Regions from separate parts of the Sus scrofa genome. Here regions 2, 3 and 4 are each linked to region 1. A link is a contact called in public Hi-C and HiChIP or PLAC-seq data. All regions are on one chromosome and are shown on one strand. The core of a region is the stretch at or near the end of the contact, and the rest is flanking DNA. Distances in the headings are between cores, read along the strand shown.

The links. A called contact is a pair of places that touch in the nucleus more often than the background predicts. HiChIP or PLAC-seq counts read pairs in DNA pulled down with a chosen protein or histone mark.
Region 2: a contact with region 1 is called in an H3K27ac HiChIP or PLAC-seq map of skeletal muscle. The contact joins the promoter of EXTL1 here to the promoter of STMN1 in region 1. A contact is called at or near these places in 1 of 5 promoter capture datasets (liver), 10 of 47 Hi-C or Micro-C datasets (embryonic fibroblasts, liver, mesenteric adipose tissue and 4 more) and 1 of 2 datasets of contacts at active chromatin or transcription factors (skeletal muscle).
Region 3: a Hi-C map of skeletal muscle shows a contact between it and region 1, with 2.5 times the contacts expected there. The contact joins the enhancer-like site here to the promoter of STMN1 in region 1. A contact is called at or near these places in 4 of 47 Hi-C or Micro-C datasets (embryonic fibroblasts, fetal skeletal muscle, liver and 1 more) and 2 of 2 datasets of contacts at active chromatin or transcription factors (alveolar macrophages and skeletal muscle).
Region 4: a Hi-C map of heart right ventricle shows a contact between it and region 1, with 4 times the contacts expected there. The contact joins the promoter of MTFR1L here to the promoter of STMN1 in region 1. A contact is called at or near these places in 1 of 5 promoter capture datasets (liver) and 2 of 47 Hi-C or Micro-C datasets (heart right ventricle and liver).

The regions. Positions count from the first base shown.
Region 1 is chr6:83,358,653-83,362,030 of Sscrofa11.1, reverse strand. STMN1 (stathmin 1) reads left to right here and starts at 1,696. Exons shown (of 4, transcript NM_001009582.1): 1 at 1,696-1,728; 2 at 2,213-2,385. The coding sequence starts at 1,716.
Region 2 is chr6:83,459,497-83,462,999 of Sscrofa11.1, reverse strand. It overlaps EXTL1 (exostosin-like 1), which reads right to left and starts at 1,579. Exons shown (of 12, transcript XM_003356212.4): 1 at 1-1,579. The coding sequence starts at 677.
Region 3 is chr6:83,426,333-83,430,003 of Sscrofa11.1, reverse strand. It overlaps PAFAH2 (platelet-activating factor acetylhydrolase 2, cytoplasmic), which reads left to right. Exons shown (of 11, transcript XM_005665126.3): 8 at 2,040-2,131. Among named protein-coding and RNA genes, the nearest start is that of PAFAH2, 19 kb to the left of the region's middle. Within about 2 kb of position 1,478, at least 1 of the 83 cell types and tissues checked has an H3K27ac peak or open chromatin away from gene starts, as enhancers often do. A contact at or near this core is called in skeletal muscle, where this site is marked.
Region 4 is chr6:83,263,596-83,267,034 of Sscrofa11.1, reverse strand. MTFR1L (mitochondrial fission regulator 1-like) reads right to left here and starts at 1,684. Exons shown (of 7, transcript XM_021095596.1): 1 at 1,546-1,684.

The sequences.
Region 1 (3,378 bases), core at 447-2,946:
CCAGGCGGCTCGGACCGAGCAGGTGGGTGCAGGGCTCTAGCAGGAGGCGGTGGCGGGCTGCGGGCTGCGAGAGGGTGGCGGCCGGCGGGAGGGGCCGGGCCTTGGCAGCGGCCCCCTGCTGGAGGGCGGCGGGCGGGGCCGTGAGCCCCGGAGGGTCTGGCGGGCGGGGGTCGTAGCGCTTTGTGTGTGGCTCGGGCGGAGCCTCGGCTTTGTCCCCGCTCCCTGGGGGCGCGGCTGTCGTGGGGAAGGGGCGCGGCCAGCTGAACGAGCCCCTAGCGTTAGCCCCAGGGTACCATCTAGAAGACAATAGGGGGCGTAGGCTCTCGCCTTGCAGGTGCAGCCCCGCTGGGGTCCCCATTGTCTGAAGGGGGCGGGGCGGCGCCCCCAGGGAGCAGCGGCCTTAGGGCCAGACTCTGGGCGACCAGGGCCGCGCCCTCGCCGACTGACTGTGGGGCTGTTCCAAGAGGGTGACACCCCACGAGAGCTCTCCATTCTCGCGGCGGGGGGCGCAGACAGCTTGGGTGGCGGCAGGTTGGTTGGAAGCAAAGGAAAGAGGCGGCGAGCCGACGGCAGGACTACCCCACTGCCTTTTCCCGGGGACTGCTCCACCCGCCGAGCTGCACCCGGGATGGGGGCCACCTCAAGGTGTTTTTGGCGGGAGTAGGGAAGGGGGGCGTCTGCGCAGGGCGAGCCCGGGAAGGGCGGAGTTACCCGGATAGGACCGTTAGCCCCGCCCATCCCTCCCCTTCCCACGCGCGCGGGCTCGGGTGTTGTGAGTTCGGGGAGATTCGAAAAGGCGCGGGGAGGAAGGGGGCGGGGCCAGGGGCTGGTGTGCAGGGTGTGCTTTGATTGGCCGGGGGCGGCTGGCCGCTTTTCCTCTCCTGGACCAGGGCCACGCCCATCCTGGGGTTGATGTTGAGTCTAATGCTCCGCCGGGGTTAGATCGTTTCGCTGCTTCGGATTTTAAATTCCAGCTGCTGAGAACCTGTATTCCTACGTTTTTGGTACTAGCTTGGGGTTTACAAGATTCATGACCTAAAAAAAAATGAAGGGATGTAGAATTTTTCATGAGAAAATTCTACACAAACCATCAAATATTGTAATCTAAAACCTTGAGGTTCATAAAATTAGTGTTACCCGCTGTAGGACGAGGAGCTTAAACCGCAGGAACAATAGGCGTTCGACATTATTGGTTAATATTAGCTTGGGCGTTTTGTTTTACACCATGGCAGACACAGACAAAGCAGGGGTGGGTGTTCCATTTGCACAATGAGTTGTAGGCAGTGTTAAGATGGCTCCGGTCTCACTGTTGAGTTGAATCTGGAATATCTTCTCGCCAGGGAGGAAAGTTTAGAGTTTATTAGGGGAAGAAAAATCTTGTGATTTAAACCTTGTCTAGTTTTAAGAATCGAAGTGTGTTTTGTACAGGCAAGCTCAGTTAACTTGATCTTCTGCAACCAGCATTCTATTCAATTCAGGTTTCCCAGTGTTTGAGTATTTTATAGATAAAATTTTCTGGCTAATGATGTCTTATTTAATTTCACAGTAGTAATTTTTCTGGCCTTAATTTGTATGGATATGATTTGAAGTCCCTTTGAATTCATGACATAGAAATGCAAAAAATTTGATTGCGTGCTTTTGAAAATCATTTTCAGGGTTTTCCTTGCCAGTGGATTGTGTAGAATACACTGCCAGTCTCTTGTCTTCTATTCACCATGGCTTCTTCTGGTAGGTAATCTATTTGAAAAAGCTGAATTTGCCACGGGCTTCTAATTTGAGAATAGGAGATGGCTCAGGTCTTATGCCTTTAATTTGGCACTAGTGTTGTGGTCTTACTAAGAAATCTGTTTTATAAAGAAGAAAAAATTATTGTCACTTGAATGTACTGACAGCTCATAATTAATTGTTTCATTATTAGATGATTTGACTTGGCCTAAAGCATAATGTGGAGTTCTGCACAACTTTTTTTTGTTTGAGAAAATGATTGTCAAATACTGATGTCTCAGAATGGTGTTTATTAGCCCAAAAATGTTGAGCTTTGTTTTTCTGGGAGGTGTTTAGATAATTTCTTCCAATAAACACAGCTGCTTCATCAGCCCTAATTCTGTTCAGTAAATTGATTTGGTTTTTAGAAAATAGAACAGCCTATTAGAACAGGAAAACTATTTTTCTGAGTGTGTTATAAATATGATATAAAAATCATAAAATCCAGATATCCAGGTGAAGGAGCTGGAGAAGCGTGCCTCAGGCCAGGCTTTTGAGCTGATTCTCAGCCCTCGATCAAAAGAATCCGTCCCAGAATTCCCCCTTTCCCCTCCAAAGAAGAAGGATCTTTCCCTGGAGGAAATTCAGAAGAAATTAGAAGCTGCAGAAGAAAGACGCAAGGTAAACATCAGTTCACAGAAAGCAGGGTATTTTTTTAATGTAATGTGGCAAATCTGTTTTATTTCCATAACAAGAGGAAAACAGAATTGTGGCTAGATATGCCAGTGGGAGGAATAAATACCAGTTATCATTTACTGGGCTCCTGTTACACGTACCCTCTCCTGTACTCTCATTGTCCTCCTTTTCTGCAGTGACGCTGGAGAGTAGGTGTGCTCTGAAAGACCAGATTAGAAAATGGTCTTGGGAATGTAAGTCATTTTCCCAAGTCATATAGCTAGTGAGTGTCGGAGCCAGAATTCACACCCAGGTCTGTCTGAAACCAAAGTTCATGCTTCTCATGCTTTCTCTTTGAAAAATAGATTTGTTGGTGGAAGATTCTTTTTTTCTTTTTGTCTCTATGTTTTGGGGTTTTGATATGTTTTTTGGGTTCGTGTGTGTGTGTGGTTTTTTATTTTGTTTTGTCTTTTGAGACCTGGACAATAAAAACATTTTAAATTGCTAGTAATGTGATTGTGTTGCTCAGCTGGCTCACTGATATCGTGACAGCTCTTTTCCTTTTTTTTTTTTTTTTAGGGCCGAACTCGTGGCATATGGAATTTCCCACGCTAGGGGTTGAATTGGAGCTACAGCTGCCAGCCTACGCCACAGCCACAGCAATGTGGGATCTGAGCCGTGTCTGCGACCTATACCACAGCTCACAGCCGGATCCTTAACTCCCTGAGCGAGGCCAGGCATTGAACCCGCATCCTCATGGATGCTAGTCGGGTTCGTTACCCGCTAAGCACAATGGGAACTGCTAGCTCTTCTCTTTTCTAAGCACCTCTGTTATAAAGTAGCCATCTAAACACTGATCGGAAAAGTCAGCAAACGTTAATGTGCTTGTTATAGAAAAATTGAGAACCACAGAAGTTTATAAATAGGAAATTAAAAGTATTCATTATCCTCCTTCACAGAAATAACTGTTGTTAACCTTTTGGTGTATTTCCCTCTATT
Region 2 (3,503 bases), core at 330-2,829, 100 kb before region 1:
GCTAGCAGGGCCATCCCAGGGTGCGGGCTGTGCTGTCGCAGCTGGCCAGGCGCCCCACCTCGCAACGGGTGGGCTTCAGGGAGAAGCGGGAGGGCCACATCAAAGCCAGCCCGGAAGGTGTCCACTGTGGGTCTGGCCTGGGCCACCATCGCCTGTCCCAGCTGGAAGGGCCGGGGGCACGGGGCTGGGTGGAGACCGAGGACCAGGTGATTCCTGCCCCCGTCCCATTGCAGGGGCACCGGGGTGCACTGTCCAGCAGGGGTGTCTGGGCTGAGGAGGAGGAGGAGGCAGGCCTCGGCAGCACTGAAGGTGTGGTAGCGGGAGCCCTCGATGGAAGCCAGGATCCTGCGGTGAGTCTCTGAGACGGGTCCAGTCGCTGGGTACACGAACACCTTGAGGCCACCCCCTCTGCACTTTGAGGCGTCAAAGCAAGCTTCCCAGGTGCAGCTGCCTCCACCGGGGGCTCGAGGAGGTTGAGGGCCATCTTCCGGGAATTCCGCAGGTTGGGAGAAACTCTGCAGGAGCTCGGCGTCCAGCCAGCGGGGCCAGCCTTGGGAGGTCCCTGCCCGGGGTCTGGAGGGTACTGCCAGGCGGAGAAGGGGGAAGACTCCCAGCAGGACGAGGAGCCAGGAGGCAGACATTGCCAGCCAGAGGGACTTCCTTCTCCATGACTGCATGTGGCCACCCACAGCCAGGGCTGCGGGAAGCAGAGGAGCAGGGGACAGAGGGCGCGTCTCTAGGACTGGGATCAACCTTCTAGGTACAGTGCCCTCATGGTACAGGTGGGTACAGAAGGCCCGTTGAGGGCAGGCTCCCTGTGTAAGGTCTAACAGCAAGTCTCAGGCCAGGCACCAGGAGGCCAGGTGGGACCAGCTCTCCAGCCCTGCCTCCCTGTGGTCAGCGCTCGGCTTCCTCGGACTTTGGACAAGCCAAACCTTCCCCCCCAGCAGGGCCCCTGCCCCGAGGGCTGCTCAGGCTGATGCAACCCCTGTCCAGACTGCAAGGTAGTGTCCTTCTGCCCTCCTGGCTGCACCCCCTGACCTTGGCCTGGACAGAGAGAAGGGCCGTCTGCCAGGCCATGGGGGACCCGTCAGGGCTCCCACAGGAGGTGGCTTGGAAAGGGTGCAGGGCTGGATGGAAGCAGGGCTGGTTTCCCCAATCCTCCTGCTGGAGCAGCCCCTGAGCAGCCCTGATCACCCCTGTGCCCACTGGCAGGCACTCCTGGGCTTTGGGTCCTGTGGCTGAAGCTAAAATTAGACCCTACAGCCCATGTGGGCTCTCAGGGTCAGCTGAGGTCAAGGCCTGAGTGCAGCCGGTGCCCCCCCCCCACCCCGCGCCACCTAGGGGGCCAGGAGGGCTCTGGGTTCTGGTTCTCTCCTACCCTGCCCCTTTCCCGGCTCAGGCAGCTGGGCTCCTCCTCCCCCCACCTCTAGCAGCGGGTCCTGCACCCTCTGGTTTGGAGCTATCTGGGTGCAGAGGCCAGGTACCCCACGCCAAGCCCCTGCTTCTTGACACCCAAACCCTGCTGGTGTCTTGCCTCCCGGCTCAAGACAGCATCTGTCAGGTCTAGATCTCTTTCCCAGCAGCAGCCTGGCTCCACCCCTGCCAGCTCTGATTGGCTCGTGGCTGGGAGGCAGGGTCTCCACTTAACCCTTTCCAAACCAGTCTTCTGGATTGCTAATAATAAGAACCAGCAGTGCCCACACCTCACAGTTGGTCTTGAGCTATCGCAGCCTCAGTCTCTGAATTCTCACATCAATCTTCCAAGCCCAAAGATCATCGTTCTTGTTTCCTACAGGTGAGAAAGGTATAGTGAGAGAGGGAATGGTCTCTTCCTAAGGTGACCCAGCTAAGGAGTGAGGGAGGATTTGAACCCTGAGCTCCTGACCCAAATCCTTAGAGCTCCCTGCTGGTTAGCCCAGCTCGGGGATTCACTCTTGGCTGGGAGGCAGACCCTCCACTTAACCCGTTCCACCAACAGATGAGATTCGTGAGGTGTCAAGTGGCCTGAGGGTGGGGTGGGATTGGGTAAGGTGCTCCCAACTATTTCCAGGATGGGTCCCTCTTCCTTTGCCTCTCCGCCTCCACCACCTCATCCAGCTCCAGCCCCTGCTTTTTCAGGGCCATTCCTGGCACCTGGCATTCAGGTATATGGGGCAGCCCTTGCCTGGAGCTCTGGAGAAAAGGTCTGTGGGATGGGATCCTTGCTCCAGTTCGCATGGGAAGTTCTTCCTGAGCATGAGCTAACTCTCCATTCGTCCACACCCGTTGAGGGTCCCCTGCTTGGTTCCTGGGCCTGTGCTCTATGAAGGGAGTCAGGAGCGGGTGAGGTCACCCACTGAAGAGTCACTGGAGTGGTGAGAGAGACTCAGACTCTGGCTGCAGGAGCCTCAGTCTGATGAGGGCGGCCACAGGGCAGACCTGGAGTGGACTCTGCTTCTGTCCCTTTCTGGCTGGATGATGTTGGGTGTCCGTCCCCTCTTCTCTAGGAAGGGAATGATATATCCACCATGAGGTAGTGGCCCAGTTAGAGCTAGGCCTGCCCCATGCGGCTCCTTCCGCAAGAGCCTCCTGCCCTCCTGCCTTGCCCTGATAGGGACCCCCCTCGGGAATGTTGTGCCCTCGGTAGGCAGCCAGTCTGGGGTGGGGCATAGTCCGTACACCAAGAATTCCTCAAAATGGCCAACAGCAGGGGGGTCTGGCCTCTTGGCACCGCAGGGTCAGGTACTAAGTGAGAGACTGACCTCCCTGCACGCACCAGGTTCTCTCCCGTCAAGAGGGGCCTTTGCATAGGTTCCTCCCGCCTCTCTCCTTCCTTCCTCCACGAACCCCTCCTCAGCCCACAGTACTCAGCCGAAGCCTCCCTTCCTCCAGGAAGTTCCCCTGACTCTCCTCCAGCTGGGTTAGGACCCCCTTCTGGGCCATTTCTTCCATTTCTTCATCCTCTGTGCCTCTGTTCATTCACTCTTTCACCCAGCAAATAAATACTTAATGGGTTACTAATATGGGCCAGGTTTGTGCCAGGCACTGGGGGTTGAAGAACAGTGATAGCTAACATTCATATCACCCTTGGGATGTGCCAGTGCCTTGGCTCATTTAATCCTCTCCTATGGGGGCTTTGAGGGAGATACTATCATTATCCCCATTTTCCAGATGAGGAAATGGAGGCCCCCGGGGAGTTTAAGAAACTTGATTATATTCCCGAGTTACCTTGGGACTCCCAATCCAGGCCGTCCATTCCTTTAACCTGTGCACCTGCACCATTCTACCTCCTGAGAGAGACAGATGTGGTCCCCCCCACCCCCCAAGTTCATTGTCCCAGGGAAAGAAAGACCAGTAACCTGGCAGTTACAGGGCGAGGGAAGGGGGCTGTGGCAAGTGCTCAGAGGGGCCCAGAAATGGCATCTCTGGCAGTGACAGGTGTGGCTGCCTGTGTGGGGACAGACAGGAAATGGCGGGAGTGGAGGCCCACGAGTCACTCTTTCACTCATTCCCCACCTCCT
Region 3 (3,671 bases), core at 229-2,728, 68 kb before region 1:
CAGATGTTCACCTCTAAGTGACCACAGCTGGTTTAATGGGCTATGGAACAATAGATGTATTTGTTTGGGTAATATTAATTGCTATAACACATAAGCCCCCAATCTCAGTGGCTCAACAAAGGGAAATTCACTTCTTTCCCACGTGAAGCCCCAAACGGGTGCTGCTATGTCAGGACTGACATAGGGATCCAGGCTTCCTTTATCTAAGTGCTCTACCCTCTTCCATTTGTGAAACCCTACTTCCCCATGTCCATTAAGCCAGGAATGGGAAAGGACATGGAGGTTTATATGGAAGGAACAGTTTTTATAGATCAGGTCTGGAAATGGAAATAATCACTTTCACCCACATTCTATCGCAAGACCACCATCTCTCACATCCAGTCACAAGGCCACATCTAAGTGCTGGGAAATAGAGTCTCACTGTGTGTCCAGGAAGAAGAGGGACCGATTTGGTGATCCTAGCTGTCTGTACTCTGGTGAAATACAACGTATCTGTAAAAAAAGGACAAGGAAGCTCTTTATGTACTAATATTATTATGCAAAAAAGTAAGATAACAGTATCACTTGTGTAAAGGGGGGGAAGTATATATTCATGTTTACCCGTGTAGGTGTAGATAAGCTGTGCAGACACAGAAAACGCACCAGTTTGTGAGTAGGGGGTGGGCAACTGTGTGGAAAGGGGGTAGGGTTAGGGGGAGACTTCCCTATATACTCCTGATTTAGTTTAATTGAATTGAATGTTATTTTATTTTTTGTCTTTTTAGGACCACACCCATGACATATGGAAGTTCCCAGGGTAGGGGTCAAGTTGGAGCTGCAGCTGCTGGCCTATGCCACAGCCACAGCAAGGTGGGATCCGAGCCACATCTGAGACCTAAGCTGCAGCTCGTGGTGATGCTTGATACTTAACCCACTGAGAAAGATCAGGGATCAAACCCGCATCCTCATGGATACTAGTTGGGTTCATTATTGCTGAGTCACAGCAGGAACTCCCAATTTTTAAAAACTTATTTTTTCTCTTTTTATGGCTGCACCTATAGTTCCTGGGCCAGGGTTTGAATCAGAGCTATAGCTGTGGCAATGCTGGATCCTTTAACCCACTACGCCAGGCCAGGGATTGAACCCATGCCTTCGCAGGGAACTGAGCCACTGCAGTTGGGTTCCTAACCCACTGTACCATGGTGGAAACTCCTATATACTCCTGATTTTAGAGATATGTGAGTGTATTAATTTATTAAAAAAGCCAAAGAGGCCTCAACCAATCTGAAGGTACTGAGCAAAGGGGGAGAATTTAGATACAGAACCTCAGAAAAAAAGTTGGGAAGACCACTCGTTCAGGGCAGAGTCTGGGCAGCAAAGCCTAAAGAGATTTCCCGAGCCCCTTGGCTGGCAGCTGCAGCAGCTTTTTATGTAACCATGTCCTAAAGGCTTCTGGGATCAACCAGAAATAGATTCTTGCTGAGCATTTTAGAGCGAGGAGGCTCACTCTGCTGGGTTAAAGTCAGGACAGATATCAACAGAGGTAGAACCTGAGTTGGTTTGGGTACAAACAGTCCTTGCTTCAGAGCAAAATGGACAGGCAACAGGAGCTCCCTGGCTCTGTCCTTGACTTGGTGCACGTGTCATCCCTCCTGCTGGACTGGTTGTAAGGCAGGATCTAGAGGATTGAGAAAATTCCTATTCTTAACGTGCTCTGCTACTGATAGTCACATAATTTCTGTCTATTCACTTATTCATGGATATTTGAATACCTACATAACACTGTATTATATCTACCAGGTATTATGTATGGGACAAGAGTATAAAAATAAAGATGAGATTCTGATTTTCAGAATTCCTGCCTACAGAAGGCTGTTCAGTACAGGGGTGGCCTCACCAGCTGCTCTCCAGTGGGCAGAGGCGCTTAGTGACGTGGTTTTGGAGGCCTCACCCACTGGATTGTGCCTCTGCACCATTGTCTCCTTGTTTCTTCCTCTTGCCCATGAAGCGCTCCTAAAAAAGCACCCCTGACTTGGGCTTTCTGACTTGGCTTCCCTCAGGGCAGCATCGACATGAGCCGCGTGGCTATAATGGGACATTCATTTGGAGGGGCCACAGCTGTCCTGGCTTTAGCCAAGGAGACCCAGTTTCGGTGAGTTTCCCAGTGATGCTGCTGTTAGCATGTATGTTAATACCATTCATCCATTCAGCAAGTACTATGTACAAAGCACTGTTGCGGGGGCTGAGGATTCAGTGCGGAAGAAGAAACCAAGGTCTCTGGCTTCACAGAATTGTTATCGTGGGAGGAGACAGACTAATAAAGAAACTAACAAATAATGAAATCCCCAGCACCCAGGTGCAATGAAGAATACAAAATAATGTGATAAGCTAGAGTATCTGGAAGCTTCTTTGAGAAAGTAACATAAGCTAAGACTCAAAGGCAAAGAAGCCAATCACACAAAGTTCTAGGAGAAGATCATTCTAGGCCCTGAGGTGGAGGGAAGCTTGCCGTGTCAGTGTGAGAAGAGCAAGCAGCGGCCAGATCATGGGGCCTTTTGGCCAGAGTAAGGAAGTTAGATTTTTGTTCTAAATATGAAGGAAAACCATTGAAAGATTTTAAGTATATTATATACACATATAATATATATATATTTTTCTTTCTTTTTTAAGGCTGTACCTGTGGCATATGGAAGTTCCCAGCTAGGGGTTGAATCAGAGCTACAGCTGCATGCCTATGCCACAGCAATGCCAGATCCAAGCCACATCTGCCACCTACACCACAGCTCATGGCAACGCCAGATCTTTAACCCACTGAGCGAGGCCAGGGATGGAACCTGCATTCTCATGGATACTAGTCAGATTCTTGCCGCTGCACCAGAACAGGAACTCCCTTTTTTATATTTAAAAACCAGTATGTGAAGAGTGGGTTGTAACAGGATGCAAATGGAAACAAGGAAGCCAGTTAGAAGGAGGCTCTTTCAGAGTCAGGGCGAGAGATGATGAATTTGCACTAGGATGGAGATAGTGGGATGGAGAGAAGTGAAGGGAGTCAGGATAGTTTCTAGAATTTTCAGGACTTAATGATGCATGAGATAAAGGAAAGAGAGAAATCAAGGTTTTTCACGTGTGTAGCCATCATTTGAGTGGAAGACGATTGTCCTCTGTTGAGATGGAGGAGACTGCAGGAGCTCTGGTATCAGAGCTTATGGCTTGACAAACTGGCCATGACTTTGAGTCATGGCACCAAGGAGGTTTTCGCTGACCTCCCTGCCATGTGCTGTCTTGACTGACATAGCACCATGTGCAGTCAGGGCACTAAGCTATGTTTTGTTTTTTTTTTTATTTTTTTATTTTTTTTTTAAATTTTTTTTGTCTTCTTGCTATTTCTTTGGGCTGCTCCTGCGGCATATGGAGGTTCCCAGGCTAGGAGTCAATCGGAGCTGTAGCCACTGGCCTACGCCAGAGCCACAGCAACGCGGGATCTGAGCCGTGTCTGCAACCTACACCACAGCTCACGGCAACACCAGATCCTTAACCCACTGAGCAAGGGCAGGGACCGAACCCGCAACCTCATGGTTCCTAGTCGGATTCGTTAACCACTGCGCCATGACAGGAACTCCTAAGCTATGTTTTGATACCTTGTGTGTTCTGTCTCCACTGCTATACTTGGAGCTCCATGAGAGTAAGAACTG
Region 4 (3,439 bases), core at 435-2,934, 95 kb after region 1:
GGGCTGGACTGACCAAAGCAGCTCCTTCTGGAAACCTCCCCAGGAGGGTCTCTCTTCCACCTCTAGGAGAGGAGGTATCATTCACTTTATGATACAGGGGGCAAGGAAGCTGGAGAGAGAAAAGTACTGGTCTAAGGTCACTCAGTACTCAGCATCTAAGTCTGGTCCAGATCCTGCTGCCTCCTACATGGGCTTCATCTTTCTCAGCTAAGTGCAAGCCTTTTATCAAAGTCATCCGTATTCCAGGCTCTGGGCTGAAAGTCAGTGCCTGCCACAAGTTCCACACAACAGTGCTTCCCTGTGTTTCTCACTTTAGTCATGCAGCCACTTCTCCAAACTCACCTCCAAACTCAGTTGGACCTAACCCTCACATAACAGCCAGAGGCATCTTTCTAGAACTCCTGGCTAATCATGTTCCTGTCATGCTTAAAACCCACTGTGCTTGCTAGAGCCAAGAGGATAACATCTAGACTCCTCAGCATGGCTTGCAGGGCCTCGGCAGTCAGGCCCAACCTCATCTTCACCCTTCTCTGTCCTGTCTACCCACTCACCGCATTCATCCTCCAGGGCCTGTCCACTCTGGCCCCCGCACACTTCATAGCCACACCTGCTTTCCCCTTGCCCTCCAACCACACTGGCCCTTCAGCCCTTCGATGGTCTTGTCTACACTATTCCCTCTGCTTCAAACACCAACACCCTCTTCACCAAGTTCATCCTTAATCATTCTTGGAGCTCAGCTCAAGCATCGCCTCCCCTTCCCTGACAGTCACCCCGAGGCACCCTGCGTTTCCTTTGGGGTCCTTCAGCAGTATCTAGGTAACGGTGTGCCGTGAAGTTTGCCCCAAGGGCGACGACTTCCCAGCAGGGCACAGCGCCTGCTCCATACACGGTAGGCACTTGAGCATTTCATTTGTCCAATCGAGAAACGGACGAGAACGCCGAGTTCAACCCTCCACCCCACCCCAAGTGCCCGGCTAGAAGACCCCCCAGCTTGCTGGCCGCGCTGGCCGCGCTGGCCGGCTCCGACCACTTCTGCGCCCCCACAGCCCCTTCCGAGGCTGCCGTCCCAGTGTTTACACACGGCCTCCCGCAGGAGCCGCAGCGCCTCCCGAGCGGGGCCTGGTCCCATCATCCCCGGTCTCCGCCGCGCCGACACTCTGCGCGACCCCAGGGACCTCGCCCGGGACACGCCTCCCCTCCCCCGCAACAGCCCGACCCGACAAGGCCAAGGTCGGCCAAGTTCTTGCCGCAGCTCCGGCGGCCCTTGGACCCACAGGCCCGGGGCCGGGTCCCGGCAGGAGCGAGGGGGCGTCCGAAACGAGCAGCCTCTGGCGCATCTGGGTGACTCCGGCGAGCAACTGCCTCCGGGGACTCCGTTTCCCCCCTGCCGAGTGAGGTGGACAACAGTGGCTGCCGCGAGAACCGGCGCGGGCACCGGAGCCGCGGGCACCGAACGCACAGCGCCTGGCATTCATTAGGCTGCGCGACGGCCGGACCCGGAAAGCCGCGCTTCCACTCTGGGGCGGCACTCGCACCTAGTCTCACCTCAGCCTCCGGCTCAGGACTCTCACCTCACGGCCCCTCCTACCGTAGCGGGCCGCCCAGCCTCTACCACCCTCACTTCCGCTGACCCGCCCCCCGGAAGCGATCCCTTGCAGCTGCGCACCGAGCCGCGGCCCCGCGCGCCCTGGGCAGGCCAGCCGCGGAGGGCGGGGCGGCGGCACGTGCCGATCCCGAGGGCGGAGACAAGCCCCGAGGCCACGCCCCCTGCCGTCCGAGCCTTGGGGAAAGTTGATCCCCGAGGTCCGCCCAGTCGCATCTCCCGCTGGTCTCGGCCTCCTTTCCCTCCTTACCACTCTCCACGCTTAGTCCGGCTCCAACCTCTGGAAAGGGCCTGTGTTGCTGCTTGGCCCCCACATTGATCGGTGTTTGCTCTTCCCAACTGTAGTGCAAACTTCAGAATCCTCCCTCTGGCATCCAAGGCCCCAGATTTAGTGCTTGCTTTGCCCCATCTCGCCCTGGTGGCTTCACAGTTCATACTTCCCAGCCAAGACCCTCTACAGTCTTCTCTGCGGCAAGAATGGGCCTTTCTTCCTCTGACTCTGCTCTCCAGGGCTTTGTAGCTTTCTTCTATTTTAGCAGTTAGGTATATCACAAAGACACACACAGGTATACTCAGTGAGTTGGATGATCAGATGGCTAGACTGGCAAGACACCAGATGCTTTGGGAAAGAGACTCACATTCCTTCCAGACTCACTCACCCACTCCCTCTTTGTGCTCAAAGCCTCAGAGTCCTGGTCTCCATGACATCCAGGCCTGGGTCACATGTCCTCATCTGACCTCAACACGTGGCTGTGCTTGGCTTCCAGGCTATAGTTCTTTGGTTGCAAGTCCTAGCTGCCAGAGACAGACTGGCTTCTTGGGGAGAGAAGCTGTGCATTCACACAGGCCTCACGCTCAGACTAATTGGTGCCTGCTGTTGCCCTCTTGAAATTAACAACAATTTTTTTTTTTTTTCAACAAAGGCCCTGCGTTTTCATTTTGCACTGATCCTGTAAACTCTGTAGCTGGCCGTGGTCAGAGACGGTGTCCACCCTGATCCCACCATATTTTAAATGATGAAATTTGGCTTCCATTTCCAACCCTCTTTCCAGGATGACAAACATGCTTTAACCATTACTTTCCTGTCCTGGGCAATGGCAGATCTTGCGAATTCGCTCTAGTTGCCTTTCCTTGGTGTGACAGATGCTATCTTGGTTCTTCATGAAGATCCCTTTTACCCAACCAGTGAATCATCCCCCAGCAACTCTACTGGCTGCTCACAGCTGCCCCATTTTCCAGAAAATTGCCCTTGCAGGAGGGAGAATGGAAGCCCTAACCTGGGAAGTTACTCTACCCCATAAGCCAATGACTACTAAAGGGTACAAGAGGCCAGTTTGGATGGCAGTGTGGGTTATGCTCCAGAGCCCTGCACCAGCAATCTGGCCAAGACTTGGCTCTGAGACTCGATCTCTGCTCAAGGGTTTTCCTTTTCCCATTCTACTCCAATCCTTCTTTTACAAGTTTCTCTTAATGGTCCCACCCTCAAATAAGAATTACCCTCAAAAAAGAATTAGCTAATGCCTGTCTCAGGCTCTAATTCTAACATGATGGCTTTAACTTCAGAATCTTTCTCAACACAGAGCATCAGTTTCTAAAAATAATTAAGTTGTACTATGAAGCCTATAACAATTTTTTTTCCTATTTATTTTATGGCCACACCTGGGGCAAATGAAAATTTCTGGGCCATAGATCAAATCCCAGCCCCATCTGTGACCTATGCTATATAGCCTGGGCAATGCCAGATCCCTTAATTCACTGCACCGGCCGGGGATCAAACTCAAACCTCTGTGGTTGGATTCTTGACCTACAGCTTAACTACATGGGGGATTTCTTACA